2 separate regions of the Zea mays genome follow, and region 1 is linked to region 2. The links are chromatin contacts, called in public Hi-C maps. All regions are on one chromosome and are shown on one strand. The core of a region is the stretch at or near the end of the contact, and the rest is flanking DNA. Distances in the headings are between cores, read along the strand shown.

Region 1 (4,829 bases), core at 678-3,177, 320 kb after region 2:
AAACCTTGCTTCCATAACCAACCAAGTACTTCATTTATGCATTAAGCAAGGATCCACACTGCATGTACTACAAGTTATAGTGTCCAAGAATCAGCCACAATTCACTGAACCTGTTTTCGTTTCTCTGAATTCATCTTCTAGTGCTCCATTCCTCTCCCTCTGTTCAGTGCTTTGTAACTCACAAATTCCCTCAACAACAAACCCAACTCATTTACTCAAAGTTATTCTCTAGACATAGCTCTACCAACTTGGTATAGAAATCACAGGTTGAAAATGTTTAGAGCAAGAGTTATGGCAATCCAAAGTTAAGCAGAACACTGAAAATTTAGTTTCTAATTTCTGAAACAGCACAATACTGAGTCCGATAGAGGGTTTTGCAGCAGGCTATTCTCTAAATTCCATACAGTACCAAGCCCACTCTTTGCACAAAACTTGTTCATCTATATCTGGTCTCTCATTTTGCTACAGACTCTTAACCCAAATATCTTTGGATTTATTACCACAAGGCTCCAAAGTTGGGTAAAAACACACATATCCAGACTTAAATATTATTCTAAGTCTGAATCCCAACACCTGACAGTCCATCTTTTGGCCACTTTTACTCCCAAATTTATGTGGAACCAGGTCCATCTAACTTTAGCAAACTTGTTTACTTTACTATGGTCTACAACTTTGCTATGGAACCCTTAATCCAAAACCCCATGAATCAGTCACAAATGAATTCCAAACTAGGCATACTGCTGCAATTCAGTTCACAGAACTGAATAAAAATTCAGTTTTGTGTCCAGCCTGACAGACCAACTTTAGCCAACCTTTTCTCCAATTTTTACACAGCAACAGACCAAGCTCACATTACCAAAGTTATTCCTTAGATATAGCTCTACTACTTTGGTATAGCACCCCTAGGTTGAAAACATTTAGAACAATTTTTATGAAGCACCAAAGTGGAGCTCAACACACTAGAACCTAGTTTCAGTCTTCTGCACTAAGTCTGGGGTCCAAAAATCCAACAGCCTATTTTTTTAGCAAATTTTACACCTAGTTCCCAGCAACAGACAGTGATAGAGTACAAGTAGTAAATGGTGTGAGCTTCACTAACCTTTGTCGAGCATGGAACAAGTAGTACACGGTCAAGAATACTTGTGGGAAGCCTTGTCCACGGGGAGGTGAAGAACGGTTGGGTTTGGTCACCACAAACAAGAGGTTGGCATTCAGCTCTGGAGTAAAGCAAAATTGGTGGCTGAAAGAGAGGATGCACACCAGCAAGAATACCAGGACTCCAGCACCTTTGTAGTGGACTGGGACTAGAGCTCGAGAACAAGGGAGAAAAGCTTTTCTGAACTCAGCCGTGGAACACACTGAATAAATAGGCATGGGGAGGGGTCACTGAGCTCATCCACAATTCAGTGCAAGAATACAAGGGATGCCAACACAGCATACTATATGACGTGGCTCCCATGCACTAAATGCACACAAGTCTACACGTGCACCTAGGACACTATGTGGTCTGCTCTAACATCCCCAAAATATCCACTCTTTGCTTCAGCAAGCAGATAGGAGAGGAAGTGGATGAGACCCCCACGGTGGCTTGTACTATGGCCCAGGGCTTGATATTATCTGCAGGGGTGAGACCACTAGAATTTCCATTATTTAATTCACTCATTCAGTAGCTAGCAGATAAACCTTCACTTGCTTACTGCTCTCAAAACAGTCCAACTTAGATATTTTCCCAGCAGCAAATTAAGCCCCTAGACCATCGGTCATACACTACAACCTTATCCCCACTTACATACATAAGTGACATCAGCAGGGTCGAGGTGATCTTCTTCAGAACCCAAGTGCAGCACTGAACTGGGTCAACTTCAGCAGCCAAGATATTACCTGACACACACAAATATCATCCCTGTCCATATCTACAGACAGCAAACAAAACTCATTAATGCCCCACTTCTCACTGCTCCCATATCACTCAGGTTCACAGGTTCAGCCGATACACTGCACTTGGTTGATATTTTTTTTACAGCCCAAATATCCCCTTGTCCTTGACTGCAGATATTTGTTTTGGAGCACACTGAACTACCACTGTTGGACTGAACTCACAACTTCACTCCTTTATTTCTCTTGGTTCCAAACAGCAACAAGAGGACTAACCTTAATAATCCCTGTTCACCAACTAACTCTCTATCACTTTGCCATAGGGACTCAAGCCTTACACTCCTTGGATCAGATACAAAACAGCTCCAAAGTTAGGAGAAAAACATTAAACCATATCAACAGTTACTGCATTAAAACTGCACTCCACATGCCTGACAGAAACAGATTGAACACCTTTTTCTCCTAGCTTTGTGTAGTATCAAGTCCAACCCTCTCAAGGGAATTTGTTCTCCTATATATGGCCTTTCAGTTTGCTAAAGAATTTCTAACCCAAATCTCCTTGCAATAATTACCATAGGGCTCCAAACTAGACACCCTTGTGCTGAATTTCAGTTTACAGTGGACTGAATACAATTCAGTTTCAGCCACCAGACAGTCCAAATTTGAGCAGCTGTTACTCCAATTTTCGTATAGGATCATGTCCATCACCTTTAAAGAAAGTTATTCCACATTATATGGTCTTCACTTATTCTACAAACACCACAGCACAAAACCTTATAGAATAGCCACAAATAGGCTTCAAAACTGCTATCAAAACACTGAAATTCAGTTTCAGTTACTGTTTCCAATCTGAAAATTCAGAAATACAACAGCACCACTTGGAACCACTCTTTTTCCTGGGTCCCAAATGTTTTTAGGGGCAAGTTGCTTAATAAAGTTTATACTCCTATAGTTCCTCTACAAGTTTTATATAGTAACCATTAACCAAAACCTATTGAATTCCAAACTACAATAGCCCAAAGTTTGCTCCAATTGCTGAAATTCAGAATCTGAATTTCACTAAGTCTGAAATCCACAATTTTTGACAGCTTTACTTTGGACCAGTTTTACTCAAAGTTCCAAATAGTTTTAGAGCTATATGACTAAACCAACCTTATACTCCTCATGTAGCTCTATAACTTTGTTATAATGATCATCTTCAAAATGGTTCTAGATCAAAAGTTACAAAGGACTAAAATTGCCTAGTTGCTGCGATTTTCAGGAACTCCAAAACTGAAACTTTGTGAATTTCTCCAAATTTCTTCACACAACTTGGAAATATTCAAATAACAAAATCGTGCAACTTTGGAAATCCTATCAACTTGGTATTTTTACCTCTTGCAAAATGTGGCTAGATCTCCAAATCCACTTTTGGGCTCCAGTTTAGGGGTTAGAGATACTCAACCACCCTAAGTACTTCACCACTTCTAATCCACATATCAAAAGCAAACTTATCCATCCTCCTAAAGCAAAGTTGCTCCTTAATCTCAAATACATCTTTGGCTTATAGAACTCAGGTCTAAAGTATCCTTGATTTAGGAGTTAATTGCTTACACTCAAATCCAATCAAGGTTTTCAAGCCTTAGGATTTTGAAGTTAATCCTTCGGTCCAAGTATTTCTTCCACTTGATCTATCTTTGAAAACAAATTTTCTATAGACTCTAGGAATTGCCTGTAGCACTTCAAGACTCCAAGTTAATTTATTACTTGCTCAAAGGATGACCTACTCCTGTTTAGCTTAGGTCCTAAACTAGGTCTTCTACCCTGCACACAGCATCACCTTATTGTAAAATTTTTGATCTAGTGAATGCATTCTAGGTGTAACAAGCAAGTTAATGCAAATGCTTATGATGACATGTCCGAGTTTTAGTTCACGTAACACCAGGGGTGTTACAGGGTTGCCCACAGCCTGTCAAAGACTAGGGTCAAGTCTTCCACTAGGGTCGACGCTCTCTTAGTATTGACTACGATGTCATCGACGTATACTTCCACCTTGTCCCTAATCAGGTCCCCGAAAGTCTTACTCATCGCCCGCACAAATGTTGGCAAGGCGTTTTTCAGGCCGTAAGGCATAACAACATAGCAGTAAAGCCCATCCACTATTACAAAAGCAGTATGCTTCCTATCTTCCCTAGACATCTGGATTTGATGGAAACCAGAATAAGCATCTAAGAAAGACAAAAGGTCGCACCTGGAGGTAGAATCCACGATTTGATCTATTCGCGGAAGTGGATACGGGTCTGTCGGTACCCTGAATCAGGGGTACCCCTTACTACAGTATGAAGGCACGGTGCCCGTGTGGCAATCTCTAGCCGCGCGGTGAACAGCACCCGACCCCACCACGTGGACGGCTCCAGGGGCGCCACGTGGCCAGAAAAGATGATATATCCCAGGGTGCAATCAGTTGGATCGGACCTCCACGAGGAAGCGCCGGACCCCTGTACGCACAGCCCGGACCCTCGAATACGGTCCGGGACTCCCAAGTAAGCGTGTCGGGTCCCTTGGATGGGGTCCGGATCCCTCTGAGTAAGGTCCGAGCCACACATAACGAGGTCCCGGGACAGCGGATACCCTAGCCTAAGCAAGGGTCCGGTACTGACACGTGTCCAGGCTTTATCCTGTGCGCATGTGCTCCCCACTCAGTCGGAGACCGGATGCTGCCACATGGCTTGTTGCCCATGACGTAAGCCAGCGGGCAGAGCCTGACGTAAGGCCTCTGGGCTGTGCAATCTCTGCATTTATTGCGGAGAGGACGCGCCGCCTGTCCACCCTGCTGACAGGCGATGTGCCGCCTCAGCATTTATTGTGACCTGTCCACTCAGTTGGCAGGCGGCGTCCAGGCCATCCTGCAGGCGGCGTGCCTGTCTAGTCCATTGCCAAACAGTACGCCCGTGCTGCAAGGTGCAATGTGGCCA
Region 2 (5,143 bases), core at 1,572-4,071:
TATAGTGCGTTTTGGTTTCTCTGGTGATATTATGTCAATGACAATGCAAGTTGTATCATCTCTCAATCCTTTTGCTTCAACTGCTTCCTGCAAACAATACACCAGTTAGGAACAGTACATGTACAACTGAGGATTTGAGACCTTGTGTTAGGATGGGTGGGAAGGGTATTAGTATTGTACTTTAACAATTTGCTCAGCTGCGGCCTCAGGAGGAAGCCCTCGTGCACATTTAAAAGCCATTTCTGCAGTCAAAGCATCCCAAACACCGTCGCTTGAAATAATAAGACGGCCTCCAGCATTAGACAGCTACAAGCATTGCAATACAACATTGTTTTCAAATTTCGATCCGATTTAAATGAACAAAGAATCACTCCAGAGAAAATCACAGGATAATCCTCTCAGAAAAGAAAAGAAAACATAACTATAGTTGCGTATAACAACGAACAAACTTTGCAAACAAAGGAAATAAGAACAAAAATCTGGCAGTCAGTTTATAAATACTGGAAAATATGTGTTGATAAAGTGATGTATGTCTAAATAGTCAGGTAACAGGTACAGTATAGAATACAGTTTGACCTCAAAGATTAGAGCTAATTTACAAGGACAGGCTCTCATAACGATAGAAAATTCAGATGATAATGATAATGAGAAAAATCCAAACAGCACAACTTCTGGTACTTGAATGTGATATCACTATAGTGAGAGTTTACAATTCAGTTTTGTCCAGAAATGGTGTAAAATAACTTCCCAACAGTGTACCTTAATTTGCTTCACATAAGGAACCGGAATAATAAATTCACCTACATCCTGATCACCAATCGATCTTGAGAGGCATAAACCACCTGGCCAACATCTAAGGGGACCAATCTGGATGGATAAAAAAGGAACTAAGGATCAAAAGAAGGCATGGATCACATCTACAAACCAAAAAATAGGACTCTAAAAGAAAACCTATGGAAGATGTCCAACATAGATCAGGTATTAAAATGTTCAAGCCGGTACTCACATACAGTTTGGTACATCAGTCAAATAGATTAGAACGGTAAAAAAGAGAATAATTGAGAGTTGGTGGCTAGTTGCACAAGCATAATTTCTCAGTCAATCCAAGAACTCCATCCAGCTAAGCTATCATCTCACACGACTTAAAGCCCCTCTTACCCAATGAAAATACTTTACATCTAATAGCTTGCTAAACAAATCAGTCACTGACAGGCAGCAAACTGGCAAAGCCTTTTTCTCGGAACAAAAAACACCTTTAAAAAGAGTTAACTGCCTAAAGGCAGACCCAGTGTCGGAGGCTCCCACATAGGTAGGGTCTAAGGAAGGGATAAACTGAGGCGAGTCTTCACCCGAAAATGCGAACATATGTGACCCGGTAACTCCATGAGACAGCTCTCACCATTGCACTAGAAACTTTAACAAAAAAAATATTAAATATTTCACTGAAAACATAAAAAATAAAAAAAACATGTTTGTTGTTTTTCAAAAAATGTATCATTTTTTGGCTACCCGCTGCATAAATTAGATGGAACACTTTGGAGTGAGTGAAAAGGCAAAGAGCAACCTCAGCACCACCGACGACATTTAGTCTTCCAACTTCACCTCCACATTCGGTTACACGTCCAACCCTACAAATAAAAAACCAACAAGTCAGAAGAGCCAAACATGTAACCAACGATAGAGCAACAGTACACTATGAGAAAGCGGTCTTACTCCTCTTCATTAGCGTCGAAGCGATGGTCAGCCGACAAATAGTAGATGGATCCCTCAGCTTCAAGGACACAACGTGAATCACCAACAGATGCAACAGTTACAACGGAGCCATCAATTATGGCAAGCGTCACGGTTGTCCCCGAGGAATGAGCTGAAATATATACACGGAACAGGCAAACGAGGCTCATCTCATCTCTTGTTGGTTCAAAAACAAAAGGACTCAGCTCTCGTACTGGTTTGCTGCATGATGTACCACCAGACCATTTACGCGGTCAATTTGAAACAACCACCTAACGCCCGGCCATAGAGATGCCAAGTTGGGCAATAGATGTGCCGGTACTCTACTGAACTAGTAGTACTGCGCGGTACTTGCTATAGTTGCTAGTCCCATGAATGGAAGGAATTTCAGTTACCTTTAGTCTGGAAATCCTTGTCGGTCTTGACGAACCCCGCGACGAGGGCCCTCGGCAGCGCGGCGAGCCAGTCGTCCCAGGCCAGATCGGTCGGGACGCAGCTGAGCACGTTGCCGAGGAGGTGCTCCTTGGCGTACACCGCGGCGGCGCTCCCGTTGTGCCCATCGAACAGCTGCGAGAGCGGACGAGGCCAGACACGGGCGGGGGCGCGGGGCGCCTTTCTGAGAACGAGCCTCCAGAGCATAGTAGCATGCTAACATTGGGACAGGGAAGACGGAGTGGGTCGAGGTGGGGAGCGCTTACGGCGAAGGCGGAGAAGGAGGTGGACGGCGCGCCGGGGCGTCGCTCGCAGGCGGGCTTGAGCAGCGCGAAGTCCTCACCCTTCTTCGCCCGGCAGGCCTGCCCCGCCGCGACCGAGGGCCGCTCGCCGCATCCCAACGCGGCCCGCTCCGCCGACGCCTCCCGCTGCAGAAGGTCTCCGAGCGCCACGCTACCGGTCCGCCGCCTCCCGCTCCGCGACGCCGACATCCTTAATCACAGGCAGATCCCGGCGGCGGCCGCGGCGGCAGCTGTAGTAGATCGTGCGAGCATCGCCGCTCGCCTTGCTGGCGCTAGCAAGCTGGTCTAGTCTGGTCGGGGAGCACCAGCACGAGCACGAGCGCGCACTAGTCTTTTCCGCCAGCCCGCTGCCTGCCTGCCTGCCTACCTTGCTCGCTGCCTCGTCTTTTGGGGGGACCCCGCTGCCGGCTCGGCGCGTTGCGGTTGCTTTGCGAGACGAGGAGGGGGAGCGGCGGGGCGGGGGCAAGCGAGCGACCTGTCACATGGAACGCTCGGTACAGGACGCGCAAATCCAGCCTCGCCCTCGAGTGAAACGAAACGAAATCCCGAAAAGCGGCAGGAGGGGGGAGACGGGAGCCCGCGGCCGCGGCGCACTAATGACTGACTGGGCGGGGCGCGTGCGTTTTTAACGCCGGGACGCGGGAGGCGGGGAAGTGGGTCAGGCGGGTCAGGACCGGGTATTCGCGTGGTGGGGTGGTACCTGACCGGACAGTGGGAGCGCGCCGGGCACAAACAGCTCCGCTCGTCTTGTTGGTCTTCAGTCGTCCAGGTCTTCGGCAGTGTCCTGTAGGCTGTAGCCATACACCGACGAGAATTTTCTGCCTCCTAGCATGTGGTTGGGAAAGCATTACTGTCCTGCGTGGTAACTGGTAAGATCAAATGTGCATTTAGATTCCGTAACCATTTCTTCCCGAAGTCCAACGATAGCATTGGCGTGGGTCCGATTTTTTTTGAAATTTAACCCCTTTTATAAAATTTTACTTTGGTCCTCTAAAATATTTATTCTCATTTTTTACCCTTTGCTCGACGTCACATTCTACAGGCTCGTCTCGGCTCGGTCGTAATGCGAACTCAAAAATCAGGCTCACGAGCCGCCACACCAAATCCAATTTAGAGCATAAATTGTATATTTTTATTATATATAAACAATAAACCCTCGACACAGAAGAAAGGCAGCAATCAAATCCCGGACTGGGGACACGTGGACCATGTCCGGTGATGCACCGGTCTGATGCCCCCGTGAACAATGCAGTTTTTCCAATAGCTTCTAAAAAGAAGGGGCAACGACTAGGAGTTCTTTTAAGGCTATAAAAGGATTCCCTAAGCGCCATTTTCAGGACACCAAGGCTCCAAAAGCGCGGCAATACTTTTGTAGACTCTTTGCAAATCATTATGTCTCCCTCTCTCTTGTGCCAGGGTCGAGTCCGTGTCGGGCGGTCCAGGTGGACATCTATAATTTCAGTGTGATTTTCATTTTCATTTCAATAGGTTGTACATGCGTTTTAGTGATATGGGAGTGTCTCTTTAAACGATTACCAACTCTATATATGAGTCGTACATGATCGCCCATTATATATGAATAGGGAGTGTGAAATAATTGCCTTCTCAAATATTTCTCGAATATTTGTCGTCCGCTAGCTTATTTTTAAATTAAAACGTGACAATAGATAAAAAAAACGGAGACGACAGGTGTTAGGGACTGGATGCTAAGATGAAAGCCGACGGAAACTCTCCTTTATTACCGTTTGCTTTCGGCCCTAGAATGACCAGGAAATATTTCCGGTTGACGCTGGCTTTCATCTTAGCATCGAATCCCTAAGGTACAGGGGCGGAGCTACATAGAAATTAGGGGGTGCACATGCACCCACAAAAAATTAGAAATCTAGTGATTTGGACCAAATTTTCACCATATATGCACCACCTACAAATTGTTACCATGCACCCTCAAGGCATATGCACCCTCCCCTAATTTACTCTAGCTTCGCCACTGCTAAGGTACCCTGATGTGCAGAGGAAATGTTTCCAGTTGACCGTGTGGATGCAACCAGTCTGTGACTTTGCCCAGTTCCGGAGGACCGACTGACTCCTCCTTTGCTTCCTGCCTCGCGTCAACTTGGCGGGATCTCTTATGAGAAAAAAAAATCCTGGCGGCAAGGGGATCGACGCGAAGTGCCTGCATGACTCGATCCAAAACAGCAACTTTTTTTTTTTGTAGTGTTCCTGTCACCTCACTTTCGAGCTCGGGACTGGTTAAAACCCTCTTCCTCTTGTATACGTTCTTCCAAGACGAAAGGGCCCTGCTCTGCTGTGTTTTATAATATTATATAGTGCCAGTTCTTGTTAACCGTCTCTGTTTTATGATGACTCGGTGGTTGTTCTCCGGCGCCGCGGTGGGTGGAGACTGGAGAGACGAGACGAGACGATCAGACGACGGAGCCCGTGCGAGGCCGGCCGGCGACTGCAACGACTGCCGGCGGCGGTACGGGCAAATCGTCTGGTCGCGCTGCCACCTTGCATTGCATTGTTCCGAATCCGGTGGACGTGACGTGACGACCGACGAGAGTCACGAGACCTCGTCGCCTACGTCTGTCACCGAGCTGAGAAACGCATTTATTAGTGACAGCAGGCCGGGCAACCAGCAGAATAGTAATCAGTTTCAGGCCCCGGTTTCAACGACA

The links. Hi-C and Micro-C count contacts between places; a contact is called where the count stands out from the background.
Region 1: a contact with region 2 is called in a Hi-C map of leaf, with 7 times the contacts expected there. The contact joins the enhancer-like site here to the promoter of LOC100283146 in region 2. A contact is called at or near these places in 2 of 25 Hi-C or Micro-C datasets (leaf and tassel).

What each region holds. Positions count from the first base shown.
Region 1 is chr10:123,799,489-123,804,317 of Zm-B73-REFERENCE-NAM-5.0, forward strand. No RefSeq gene overlaps it. Among protein-coding and RNA genes, the nearest start is that of LOC103641707, 63 kb to the right of the region's middle. Within about 2 kb of position 1,928, at least 6 of the 20 cell types and tissues checked have an H3K27ac peak or open chromatin away from gene starts, as enhancers often do. A contact at or near this core is called in leaf, where this site is marked.
Region 2 is chr10:123,475,390-123,480,532 of Zm-B73-REFERENCE-NAM-5.0, forward strand. LOC100283146 (catalytic/ protein phosphatase type 2C) reads right to left here and starts at 2,822. Exons shown (of 9, transcript NM_001156048.1): 1 at 2,430-2,822; 2 at 2,127-2,298; 3 at 1,714-1,864; 4 at 1,565-1,628; 5 at 760-867; 6 at 181-306; 7 at 1-87. The coding sequence starts at 2,654.